Regions from separate parts of the Mus musculus genome. Here region 1 is linked to region 2. Evidence: chromatin contacts called from public HiChIP or PLAC-seq data. All regions are on one chromosome and are shown on one strand. The core of a region is the stretch at or near the end of the contact, and the rest is flanking DNA. Distances in the headings are between cores, read along the strand shown. Region 1 has its middle 85 kb from the start of Larp4b. Region 2 overlaps Idi2 (isopentenyl-diphosphate delta isomerase 2).

The links. HiChIP or PLAC-seq counts read pairs in DNA pulled down with a chosen protein or histone mark.
Region 1: an H3K27ac HiChIP or PLAC-seq map of epiblast stem cells shows a contact between it and region 2. The contact joins two enhancer-like sites. A contact is called at or near these places in 11 of 484 Hi-C or Micro-C datasets (the AML12 cell line, the C10 cell line, embryonic stem cells and 4 more), 2 of 115 datasets of contacts at active chromatin or transcription factors (effector CD8 T cells and epiblast stem cells) and 4 of 9 other capture datasets (adipose tissue, embryonic stem cells, liver and 1 more).

The regions. Positions count from the first base shown.
Region 1 is chr13:9,175,852-9,181,723 of GRCm38.p6, forward strand. No RefSeq gene overlaps it. Among named protein-coding and RNA genes, the nearest start is that of Larp4b, 85 kb to the left of the region's middle. Within about 2 kb of position 3,835, at least 78 of the 459 cell types and tissues checked have an H3K27ac peak or open chromatin away from gene starts, as enhancers often do. A contact at or near this core is called in adipose tissue, epiblast stem cells and trophoblast stem cells, where this site is marked.
Region 2 is chr13:8,958,782-8,964,233 of GRCm38.p6, forward strand. It overlaps Idi2 (isopentenyl-diphosphate delta isomerase 2), which reads left to right. Exons shown (of 5, transcript NM_177197.4): 5 at 334-2,154. The coding sequence ends at 651. Among named protein-coding and RNA genes, the nearest start is that of Gm23923, 5.4 kb to the left of the region's middle. Within about 2 kb of position 4,105, at least 30 of the 459 cell types and tissues checked have an H3K27ac peak or open chromatin away from gene starts, as enhancers often do. A contact at or near this core is called in adipose tissue, epiblast stem cells and trophoblast stem cells, where this site is marked.

The DNA.
Region 1 (5,872 bases), core at 2,585-5,084, 220 kb after region 2:
AGGGCCAAAGGAGCAGAGCCTGCAACAGGGGCCCCCAGAGTCTCCGGGGCCAGGGTTCTGTTGAGTAGCTGAAAGCTATAGGCGGTGGAATCTGGTATACTGTGTTAATAGAGTAATCTGTTGAGTATAGGAAGGCTCCCTCAAATGGTACTGAGCGAAAAGGGGTCGGGGTTGGGTCATCTACGGCAGTTTCTTGTCCTCAGGCCACAGTGGTAATTCTTAAGTAGTGTCCTCAGAATGGCCCAAGGAAGAGTGCTGAAATCTGAGTTCTGGCTCCATTCCAGGCCCACTGAAAAGGCCTTAGAAATCTTGTAACCTGCTGTAGTTGGACCAGTATGGATGGTCTGAGGGATGAAAGTCTACAGTAGATGCCTGTGTTCTGTAGCACTCAGGGGCTTCTTCATTGTAGCTTGGTATTTGGTATTGGCCCATCTGCAGCGTGTCCTGACATAGACACGTTGGGTTTTCCACATCTTGTTCTAAGGACCAAGCTGTGAAGTTTCGAGAGCAGCAGCAGCAGCAGAGGGACCATGGCAGAAGTAAAGGTGGGAAAAGCAAGCTCAGCTTGTCCTCCGCTCCCCACATACCCTCTAATCATCCGCACTTGTTCCTTCCAAGCAGAATTTGTACTGTGTGGGATTGCCAATTGAGGCCTACATTTGTGGGGAGACCCAGTTCCCTAGAAATCACTGTCCCAAGGTGTGCATGGAAGGCACCTACTTAGTTCTCAAGCTGTCGTTCTTTAGGCCCACCCAGCCTAATAGTAACTGGAACACAAGAGATGTCTTCAGTGGAATGGAGTAGGCAGGCTTTTCCCCAGTGATAGAATTATAGAACAGTGAAGAACTTAGTACCCTCCTAAAAGCCTGCTGTGTGTCTGGTGCCCCAGGGCCCCTGGAGTCCACACCAAGACAAGTAGCAGAGCGGAACTTGCAAAGTTAAAGGGCATAGTCTTCTGACGTGACATGGGCGTGACATGGACGTGACATGGGCGTGAGACGTGACATGCGTTGTGTTGTGAGATACAGGCAAGACATGGCTTTGGCTGTGGAGTCTTCCGAGAAGAAGCTAAAAACCCCGTGGAAACCTCAAGTCTGACAGTCAAGTCAGTACAGTGGGCACGCTAATCTCTGGTTCCTCTGTGTTTGTTTCTTGTGCTCCTTTTACTAGTTGAAGATTTGGAGTTAGGGCTGAAGATCAGACATTCTAATGTACTATGCTGTAACTTCCTCTTAGTTGCATCCTAGGTCTGTGTGTGCTTGGTGCCCTTGGCGGTGTCCTCTTTGTACTGTGGATTATTTAGAAGTGTGCTGTTCCTGCCAGCTGGAGGTCTCCCTGTTTTCGTCCCATTTCAGATCTTGAAGAAATGATTCCATTGTGGCCACTGGGCTTTCAGTCCTCTTGCAAGCTGTGAGGGCTGTTAGGACCAGGTGTGGTTAACTTGGTAAATGCTCTGTTTGATGCATACATGTTCAGGTTTGCGGGATCTACTCTATTGTTAATGAATACCCCTCTTGCATCTTAGTCATTTTCTTTGCTCAGAACTTGGCTTTATTGATGCTAATAGACCATTTTCTGCTTTTTTTTCCTTTTTTCCGGTTTGTATGGTAGTTTTCCTTTGTCTTAATTTTCAGCCCACCTGTATCCTCATATGTAAGGTGAGTTTGCATTTTTTACATTTATTTATTTGGGAAGTGGGCACAGAAGTCAGGACAACTGTCAGGAGTCAGTTCTCCCTTTCAAACGCTTGAGTCTCTGGTATTGAACCCAGCGGTCAAGCTTGGTGGCAAGCTCGCTTACCTGCTGAGCTGTCTCAGCAGCCATGGTCTGTTTCTTACTCTTGCATTCTTGGACGTTACAATGTACTGCTCTTAAATCCATGACCAGGAATCATGATGAGAAAAGAGTGCAGCGATGCTCTATGCCCGTCAGATTACCTTCGCTAGGACAGGTTCTCCTGGATAGTCTCTAGTTCATGAGTTTAATCCCTGTAAACTTGCTGTATCGTTTTTGTTTTTTGTTTTTGTTTTTTTTTTTTTAAATAACATTTTAACAGTGCCTACTTCCTGGGCCTGTCCAGAAGTCATGGTAAACATTTGGCAACCCCCTTCCCCAACCAGCTCCTTAACTCACAACACCCACCAGCAGTACTCAAGTTCTTTGAGCAACTGTCTGGTCACGTTCTCACTGCATCCTCCCACCCCCACCCCACCCACACACACACTACTCTAGTGACCTTAAGGCGAGCCTACCTGACAGGGAAGTAAGATGTGTGGGAGCTTCTTGAAGGATCTGCCTCCCATCGTAACTCTCTGGAAATGGCCTTCTTTATTTTGGGGTCTCGGTTTAAGATAGGAGAATGGCAGAGACTTAAAAACAGCCATCTTGAGGACAGGGCATAGTAACAGAATTTGGAGAACCACAGAAAAGGACTGACAGCATAAAGCCCTTAGCCACACTAGTGTAGAAGCCATAACTGCCCTTAGGGTCTTCACAAGTGCATTTAACAGTCCGAGACTGTCCACAGCAAAGGGCTGAGTTCAGTTTACTTGTCTGTCTCAGGGCGTGGCACTCCCAAGGTCTTAATGGAATTTTTTCACCTGGCACCTGTTCAATGGAGACTGGACTGTGACCCACTGGCAGGTGTAGGCATCGTACCCAGGCCAAGCCATTGTAAAGAGGCTTCCTAGGAGAGATGAGTGGGTGGGTCCTGTGTTTCCAGGTTTTCCCATAGAACAGGTAGACACGGTAAGGACTGAGGATCCACATGGAAGCATCTTGGTGCCCCAAATCCTTGGACTTTGTCAGCTTAACATTCACCTTCCTCCAGGGTCTACTGCTGGCCTCTCTCTGACACCCCTAATCCCTACAGAACCCTCTGTGTTTGCACTCTTTCTAGGTAGTTTTCCCAGGTTCATACCTGTGATTATACTTAATCACGGGGCTTATAATCCCATGTCCATCAATGCCCCAACCTGAAAAACCTGGGTGGTCAGCAGTCCATTGTGTCTTCTCCCTGCAGACAGTAGAGGCCAGTGGTGTCCTCAGAGACCCTCCCCATGTCCCTGCCCTGCCACCTGCAGGTCAGCGTCTCAAAGATGCTGCAGCAGCATGAGTATACATTCCAAAACCTAGAGGGAGAATAGCTTGATGCATGGTTTTTAAACTAAGAACTGCCGCCCAAACTGCACATCTCATTGGTCAGAAAATGGACTCTTGGACCACTTAGGGCCACCCAGGGCTTTGATCACAATCAGGACCATTAAGAAAGAAGGACAACTGGGCTGGCTAGTCTCATGTCAACTTGACATACAAACTAAAGTTAACCGAAAGGAGGGTACCTCAATTGAGAAAATGCCTCCCTAAGATCTAGCTTTAAGGCATTTTTTAAAATTAGTGATCTGTTGGAGAGGGCCCAGCCATTGTGAGCGGTGCAATCGCTGGCCCGATGGTCCTGGGTTCTTTCCATAAGGAAGCAGGCTGAGTGATTCAGGGGAAGAAACCTAGTGAGCAGCACCCCTCCATGGCCTCTGCATCAGCTCTGCCCGCCCCGCCCCCCCCCCCCGGGGTTCTGATCTGATTTCCCTCGATGGTGGAACAGCAGTATGGAAGTGTAAGCCAAGTCAGTTCTTTCCTTCTCCAACTTGCCTTTTGTTGCAGCAATAAAAACCCTAATAGCCATCAGTATGCCCAGAACTGGTGTTGGAAGGTGCTCCAGGGTCGTGTCCCCCCCCCCCCCCCCGCGTCTTGCTGGTCCCCCAGCTGCCAGGTGCTCAGCTACTTACTGACAGGCCAACGTGATTTTAGCATAAACTTGATGCAATACATCTAAGGTATTACACTCCTCCACTCCTGCTCCGCCCCACACCCTCTCCCCACAAAAGCAGTATTTCCACCTGTATCCTTAACCATTCAGACATCTGAGGCATCCTGAGCCTGTTACTCCTTGGCCTTGGGCAAGCTCTGATTCTAGACCTCCAGAGACCACTCACCCACGTTCAGCACATCCATGCCTTACATGCCTTTAAAGGGTCTTCAGTTCCCTGCTCCTCCCAGCAGCCCAAGGATCCCCCCCCACCCCCCGCAGGCTGTGGCCTCCCCTTGCCTCAGCTCCTGGGGCACTCACAGAGTAACTGACTAGCAGAGATGGGAGCTGTCACCCACCCACCTCTGACTTCATCTCCAAACGCTTACCCCTTCTCCATCCACACTGCCGCGTCCCCTTCCACAAACATACCACATTGCCCCATAGCAAAGCCTCTGATCGTCCAACACCTTAGTTCAAATACCCCGCGACATGGCCGTGGTCCTCACAGAGGCTGGCAGCCTGCGCCCTGCCACACACCGTTTGGTTTATAGCTGCACTATCGTAACTTAAAACTCATCGCGTTGTTTACTTGTTTTTTATTAGAATCCCCAGAGTAATCAGCCATCTACTATCTTCTCCTAGTGTGTGAGGTATTCACGGTGTTGTGGTGAGAATATGAAATTCTCCTTTAGGGTCATTTCTTTGAACAGTACCCTGAGGGTGGTGGTTTTGGAGCCTTTAGGAGGCGGAGCTTCACTGGAGGAAGTAGGTTAAACTAGGAGCAGGCCTGGAGGTTTAAGCCTCCCTCCTTGTTCTCCGTCAGCTTCCTAACTGTTACCGGTATGACCGCTGCTTCCTGCTCCTGTGGCCGGGACTTCCCCGCCACCATGGACTGTATCGCCATTGAGCTTTAACTGGAGATCAACCCTCATGTTCCTAGCTTATGCTCTCGTTTCCAGGCAGCGTGGATTCCAGCCCAAGGAACAGTACTGCCCACATTTAGGACAATAACAATCGGTGCAGTCAATGCAGTCTAGAGACTTCCTTACAGACGCACCCAAAGCTCTCTCTCCTGGGTGGTTGTAGGTCCTGTCAAGTTGAAATAGAGATTTAATGGTATTCTTGACTAGACTAAGTAAACAAAATATTGTTTCCCATATATAGAGGATTGTCATGGTTAAGGAGCATGGGGTTCTAAAGTCCAGAGAGCCCCCTGATACCTGCAGTGTCTGCTCGTGCATCTGAGGTCAAGGAAAAAAATGGGTTAACGCCACCGAAAGCATCCACAAATTGTTTTTTAGAATCGGGGAAACCGGGTCTCACTCCTCTTAGACACACAAGGAGGTAGGTTCATCTCCAGTGGCAACCACAGAGTCCCTAAAGGGCCTGTGAGGGTAGGGACTCTTTCAGTGAAGCGCTCCCATGGGACAGAGGCCACCTTGATGACAAGGGATCGCCCAGCCAGAGTGGTCTGCAACACAGCCCCCAGCGTGGCATCTATGCTCACTGTCAGATGCACAGCAAAGCAAATGTCCTGCGTGTCAGATATGTGGTGATCACATGCTGCTCACACTGTTCCCTCGTGCTTTGGAAATTTCCGGAGTCAGCTCTGCCTCAGTGCCTCAGGACCTCTCCCTAACCTCAGGTCAGGACTCCAATAAACAGGCAGAGAGAGAGCAAAGGGCCCAGCCTCCCACTTCCTGCCTCCTTGACTATTTGCCCAGCCTAGGTCAGGTAGCCAAAGACCCATTTGTTGCTGTTTGTTAAGTTCAGCCAAAGCTTGTAATGAGGCTCAGTAGGGTTAAACTCTGTACTGTGATATAAACAGCACGAGCCCTGTGTACAAGTGTGCTCATCCCAGTAAAACATAGAAAATGCTGGTGAAATTAATGTCAAAAGACCTTATTTGATTTGGCAGGCTGAAATACAGCGATTCCAACATGCATTGGTATAAAACAGGTCCCGTTTTTTTTCTTAATGTTGCTGGGTTTTGTTTATTTAGTTGGTTGGTTGGGTGTTTTGTTTTTTGTTTTTGTTTGTTTTTTGTTTGTTTTAAGACAAAGT
Region 2 (5,452 bases), core at 2,855-5,354:
GTGACACGAGTCACTGTATTGAAGCTGTTTCATTCTCAAAAGAATCTTTCACATACCTACATGTCCTCATGCTCAGAGCTGTTTTTAGCCTCATGTCTTGTTTCCATGTGGTCTTCAATATGAATGAAAAATGAAGCTGTTGTTGCCAGGAATTGTGCCCAAAGAAGGCACAATTGTGATCTACCATAGAAGGGCTAATTAAAGCTTAAGTGCTCCTGAGGCACTCTGTGAAAAGGGCTGAGGAAAGGAATTGTTCTGGTTTTAAATTTGGATTTTTATGTAAATTTTTAGTTTATCTATTATTGACATAATTCTGTAACAACTTTGACACAGATTTCCATAAAGGACATAATCTTCATGACCCGAAAATACCACAAGTGTCAGTCAGATGCTATCTGGGGAGAACATGAGATTGGCTACCTTCTGTTGGTGAGAAAAGATCTTATGCTAAACCCAGATACCAGGGAAGTGAGACGCTGCTGCTACATGAGCCAGAAGGACGTGCAGGAGCTACTGGACAGGGAGGCCCGAGGAGAAGAAAAGATCACCCCTTGGTTCAGAAGCATGGTAGAGGATTTCCTGTTCTCTTGGTGGCCTCATTTAGAGGATGTGTCTTCATTCGTGGAGCCTGACAAGATATATGGACTGTGAGTTGGGAGAAGTACAGTCTATAGCTGAGGTCAGCTCCAAGGCAGGATTTGAATTGCTTGCACAAGGGTGAGGGGAGTTATAGAAGTTGAATGCTGAAATCCTTCAGTCACCTTGCCAGCTAAAATCCAGCCTGCGAGTTTTAACCAATTGTTCCCTTGATTCTTCTAGCTCTTAAAAAGTTTTCCGCTGCAGTCTACAGAAATATCACTTTCCTCCCTAACAGTTCTCTGCGGAGCATCTGCTCTCCTTAGTCTCATGGACAGCAGAGGCTCAGACAAGGACCACAGCTGTCATCTCTGCTATGTCATCAGCTGTGACTGCAGACCCCCCCAGGATGTGTGGTGCATGATGATAACAATGTACATGAGGAATTCATAGCTGGTCGGTGGTGGCACACACGTTTAGTCCGAGCACTCAAAGACAGAGGTAGATGGATCTCTGAGTTTGAGGCCAGCCTGGTCTACATAGTGAGTTCCAAAACAGCCTGGGCTACACAGAAAACCCTACCTCAGAAACCAAAAATAAATACATAGGTAGATAAATAGATGCATAGCTACAGTAAACTAAAAGAGCCAGAGACTTACACTGTAACCAGACACATTAACTTCACAGAAGCAGTCACCCATTTGGTAAACTAAACAGCAGAGTAACAGTTGCTTTCCGTGCTATCAGTACCCTACCTAGTAGTGACAACAACAGAACATACCAGAGTGCTTTGTACAAATGTAATGAGAAATCAAACTTTCATTTCCTTCAAAATGAGTAAGGGCAGAATACTTTTGGCAAAATGCTATGTCTACATTATATAAACAAATAATGTCTATTTCAAACTATCTTTAATACATAAATATCATGAAAACACTGAATGCAAATACTTGAGTCATTGACTTGTTAGTCAGCCTCCTAGAACTGTGACAAAACACCTGGGGAATAGACTTAGAAAAGGAAGAAAGAGTGTATCAAAGTCTCAACTGGGATTGTGTGACTCAATTCCTTCAGGCCTAAGGTCAGAGAGAAACCAGTGAGGCAGAAGCTGGAGCTAAGAATGCTACCTACCTCCCAGCAGAAAGAGGAAACAGAGAGGCAGAGAAAAGATCATGTTGGCAAGGAAGCAGAGAGGGGGAGAGAGATGCAGAGAGAAATATATCCTCACAGGCATAACCCACATAGGTGCCACCTCCTTAGAGCCAATTAACTATGAATTCAATAGATTTGCCCACTATTACTACACTAGAGCCCTGATGATCTAGTCACCTAAACTATCTACCATCTCTCCTGCATCGGGGTCAACACTTGGACTTCGGGACAGTTCCAAAATAATTATAATCAGATTTAAAAAACAAAAACAAAAAACAGCTACTTTGATTTCTCTAATTTTCCTTTGACTAATGAGAAAACTCCTTTAATTTCTTGTTACTAAATAAATTGCTTTTTAAATCCTTTGCCGTTTGCTACCATATTGCATTAGGTCATTTTCTCAGCAATAAATAAAAACCAAGCGCCAATTACCTAATCCTTGACTGAGTATTCTCTGGCCTACAGATCTGGGGTGATTGTTCCAATAAAAAATTCACAGGATTTCAAGGTATAACTGGACACTTGGAGAGGAGGGCTTCTGCCACTAGGATCTCTCCTGTGTCATATCCCAACTTGTATCTTACCAAGTTTAGACTCAGTGCCTATATCTTGCTGACTCCCTGGAGACTCGAGGAGTAAATCTGTACACATCATCACTGACCTATCTTGGTTTATTTCACACTGTGGTTACCAACAACCTCCAGCACATTGTCAGAGAGCACAGATTCTGAGTCCATTTCAATAATGAGTGTGGAACCCATTCTATTAATAGGATTGGCATGTCAAATAGTGTAGCTAGTATATGTACTATCCCAAGTGAGCAGTGCTATTTCACACTTTGATAGTAACCATGTCCCACTGTGAGGGGAGGGAATGTGATTCTGTCATCAAATGCTTGCCTTGTGAGTCTAAAGACCTGAATTTGAACTTCAGAACTTGGGCACAAATGTAAAGTGCAGGACCAGGTAAGAAGGCTTTACTGCTGAAAAGCACTTGTGAGGCAAGCCTGGCAGGCTGAGTGGTAAGATGGAGGGTGATAATGTACTCTGCAATTGTCCTCTGACCTCTCTATGCCTGCTGTGGCACATGCCACTCCCCACGGTAATAATTGGTGAAATCATTTTGCTGTAATCAATCACAGTACTGAGGCAAAGACAGGAAGATCCCTGGGGCTTACTGGTTACTCAGTGTAGCCTGACTGAGGAGACAGTGAGAGATCCTGCTCACAGGAGTTGGTGGTGCGTGTGAGGACAGCACCTACCTTCCTGTGGGCTCTCTTGTACACAGACAATCCCTGCATGCACCTGAACCTGTACATACACACAGAAACAGAAACACACCACACCACACACACACACACACACACACACACACACACACACACACACACACACACTCTCTCTGAATCACTTAACTCAGCCTGGCCTGCTCATGCAGTCTGCACTGACAACCCCCTGCCCCAAATCCTTCCAAGGGTTTGTTGTTGTTGTTTTCCTCCAAGAAGGCTCAGCCTTTTTTCACCTTCCAACTAAGACTTTGCATTGCAAACAAGCTTCCAAATAATCCTGCTGGTTCAAGGGCTGAGCTCAGAAAAGGAAAGACCACTCAAGAGTCTACACAGTCACAGGGCAAGTCATTTTGTAGAATCCAAAATAAATTCAAGACCACCCCTTCCCTTCCTTTCTAAAGGGATTTTTCAAACTAGCGATCAAAATGACTAAGTCTGCAACTGCCAAAATGCCACGCACACTCCGGTGAAGTTTGCTTGCCAGGCCGAGAGGCCTGGAAGCACTCAAGAGGCAAAGAATTTTAGGGAAACTCACCTCCTGGAACTTTGGCGTTCTCATAACCCATATATTCTTACCCTATCCCCGAGTTAGTCTGGTGTATGGATCCACGTGCTCTTTTTTAGTATTATCTTATTATAAGTGCCCTTTAAGATTGAATTCTGACACAGCTCAGCCTTTGCCAGTGTTCCAATGTCCTAGAAAATGTTTGAAGCCAAGGAGCTCGGTAGACAAAGTGAAACTAAGCATTACAAGAGAACCAAGCCTGAGCAGCTCAGGGCTAGTCTGCAGAGTGTTTACAAGGGACAGCAGCCAGTCTCACCAAAACAAGGGAATACACAATTAGCCTAGCTGATAGGTGGGTTTACCATGAAAGAGCTAGGAAATCCCACTGACATAGAAATCTTCAGTACAGGCTACACTGCATATTAGAAGCAAGTTGGTGAATTCTTCTGACAAATGGATATTCTCCTCAGATACTTAAAAGTTACACTCATACAAGAAATTATCAGGGCCCAGGTAATAGGGGGGTTGTGGCATTGCATTATTCATGAGAATATCTGCTAGAGCAGAACCCCTGGTGGGGGGCTTAACAATAGACTAGCTTTACACCTGTCTCCCTTCTTAGTGGCAGTGTCCTGGTCCACGCCTTCTTGTGACATATACATTCCTTTTGTATTGTGTCACTGTAACTTGGTGAATGTATCTCGCCTGGTTTCTTGTTATTCTTAGGTATAAAAAGTTTGATGCTCGAGTCTTCGCAAGTGAGAGTGTGGACTCTAGAAGCTAACAGCTTCTGGGACAGCACCTCACACAATAATAGTGGGAGACTTCAACACACCACTTTCATCAATGGACAGATCATGGAAACAGAAACTAAACAGGGACACAGTGAAACTAACAGAAGTTATGAAACAAATGGACTTAACAGATATCTACAGAACATTTTATCCTAAAACAAAAGGATATACCTTCTTCTCAGCACCTCATGGTACCTTCTCCAAAATTGACCATATAATTGGTCACAACAGATACAAAAATATTGAAATTATCCCATGCATCCTATCAGATCACCATGGACAAAATCTGATCTTCAATAACAACATGAAAGCCAAGATTCACGAGGAAACTGAACAACACTCTTCTCAATGATACCTTGATAAAGAAAGAAATTAAAGACTTCTTAGATTTTAATGAAAATGAAGCCACAACATACCAAAACTTTTGGCACACATTGAAAGCATTTCTAAGAGGAAAACTGGTAGCTCTGAGTGCCTCCAAAAAGAAACTAGCAGCTCGACAACACACCTAAAAGCTCTAGAACAAAAGGAAGCAAATTCACCCAAGAGGAGTAGACAACTGAGGGGCGAAATCAACCAAGTAAAACAAGAACTATTCAAAGAATCAACCAATCGAGAAGCTGGTTCTTTGAGAAAATCAAAGGGGAAAGTGGGGAAAAGCCTCGAAGATATGGACACAGGGGAAAAAATCCTGAATAGAACAACAATGGCTTGTGCTGTAAGATCAAGAATTGACAAATGGGACCTCATAAAATTGCAAAGCTTCTGTAAGGCAAAAGACACTGTCAATAAGACAAAAAGGCCACCAACAGATTGGGAAAGGATCTTTACCTATCCTAAATCAGATAAGGGGACTAATATCCAATATATATAAATAACTCAAGAAGATGGACTCCAGAAAATCAAATAACCCCATTAAAAATGGGGCTCAGAGCTAAACAAAGAATTCTCACCTAGGAATACCGAATGGCTGAGAAGCATCTGGAAAAATGTTCAGCATCCTTAATCATCAGGGAAATGCTAATCAAAACAACCATGAGATTCCACCTCACACCAGTCAGAATGGCTAAAATCAAAAATTCAGGTGGCAGCAGATGCTGGCGAGGATGTGGAGAAAGAGAAACACTCCTCCATTGG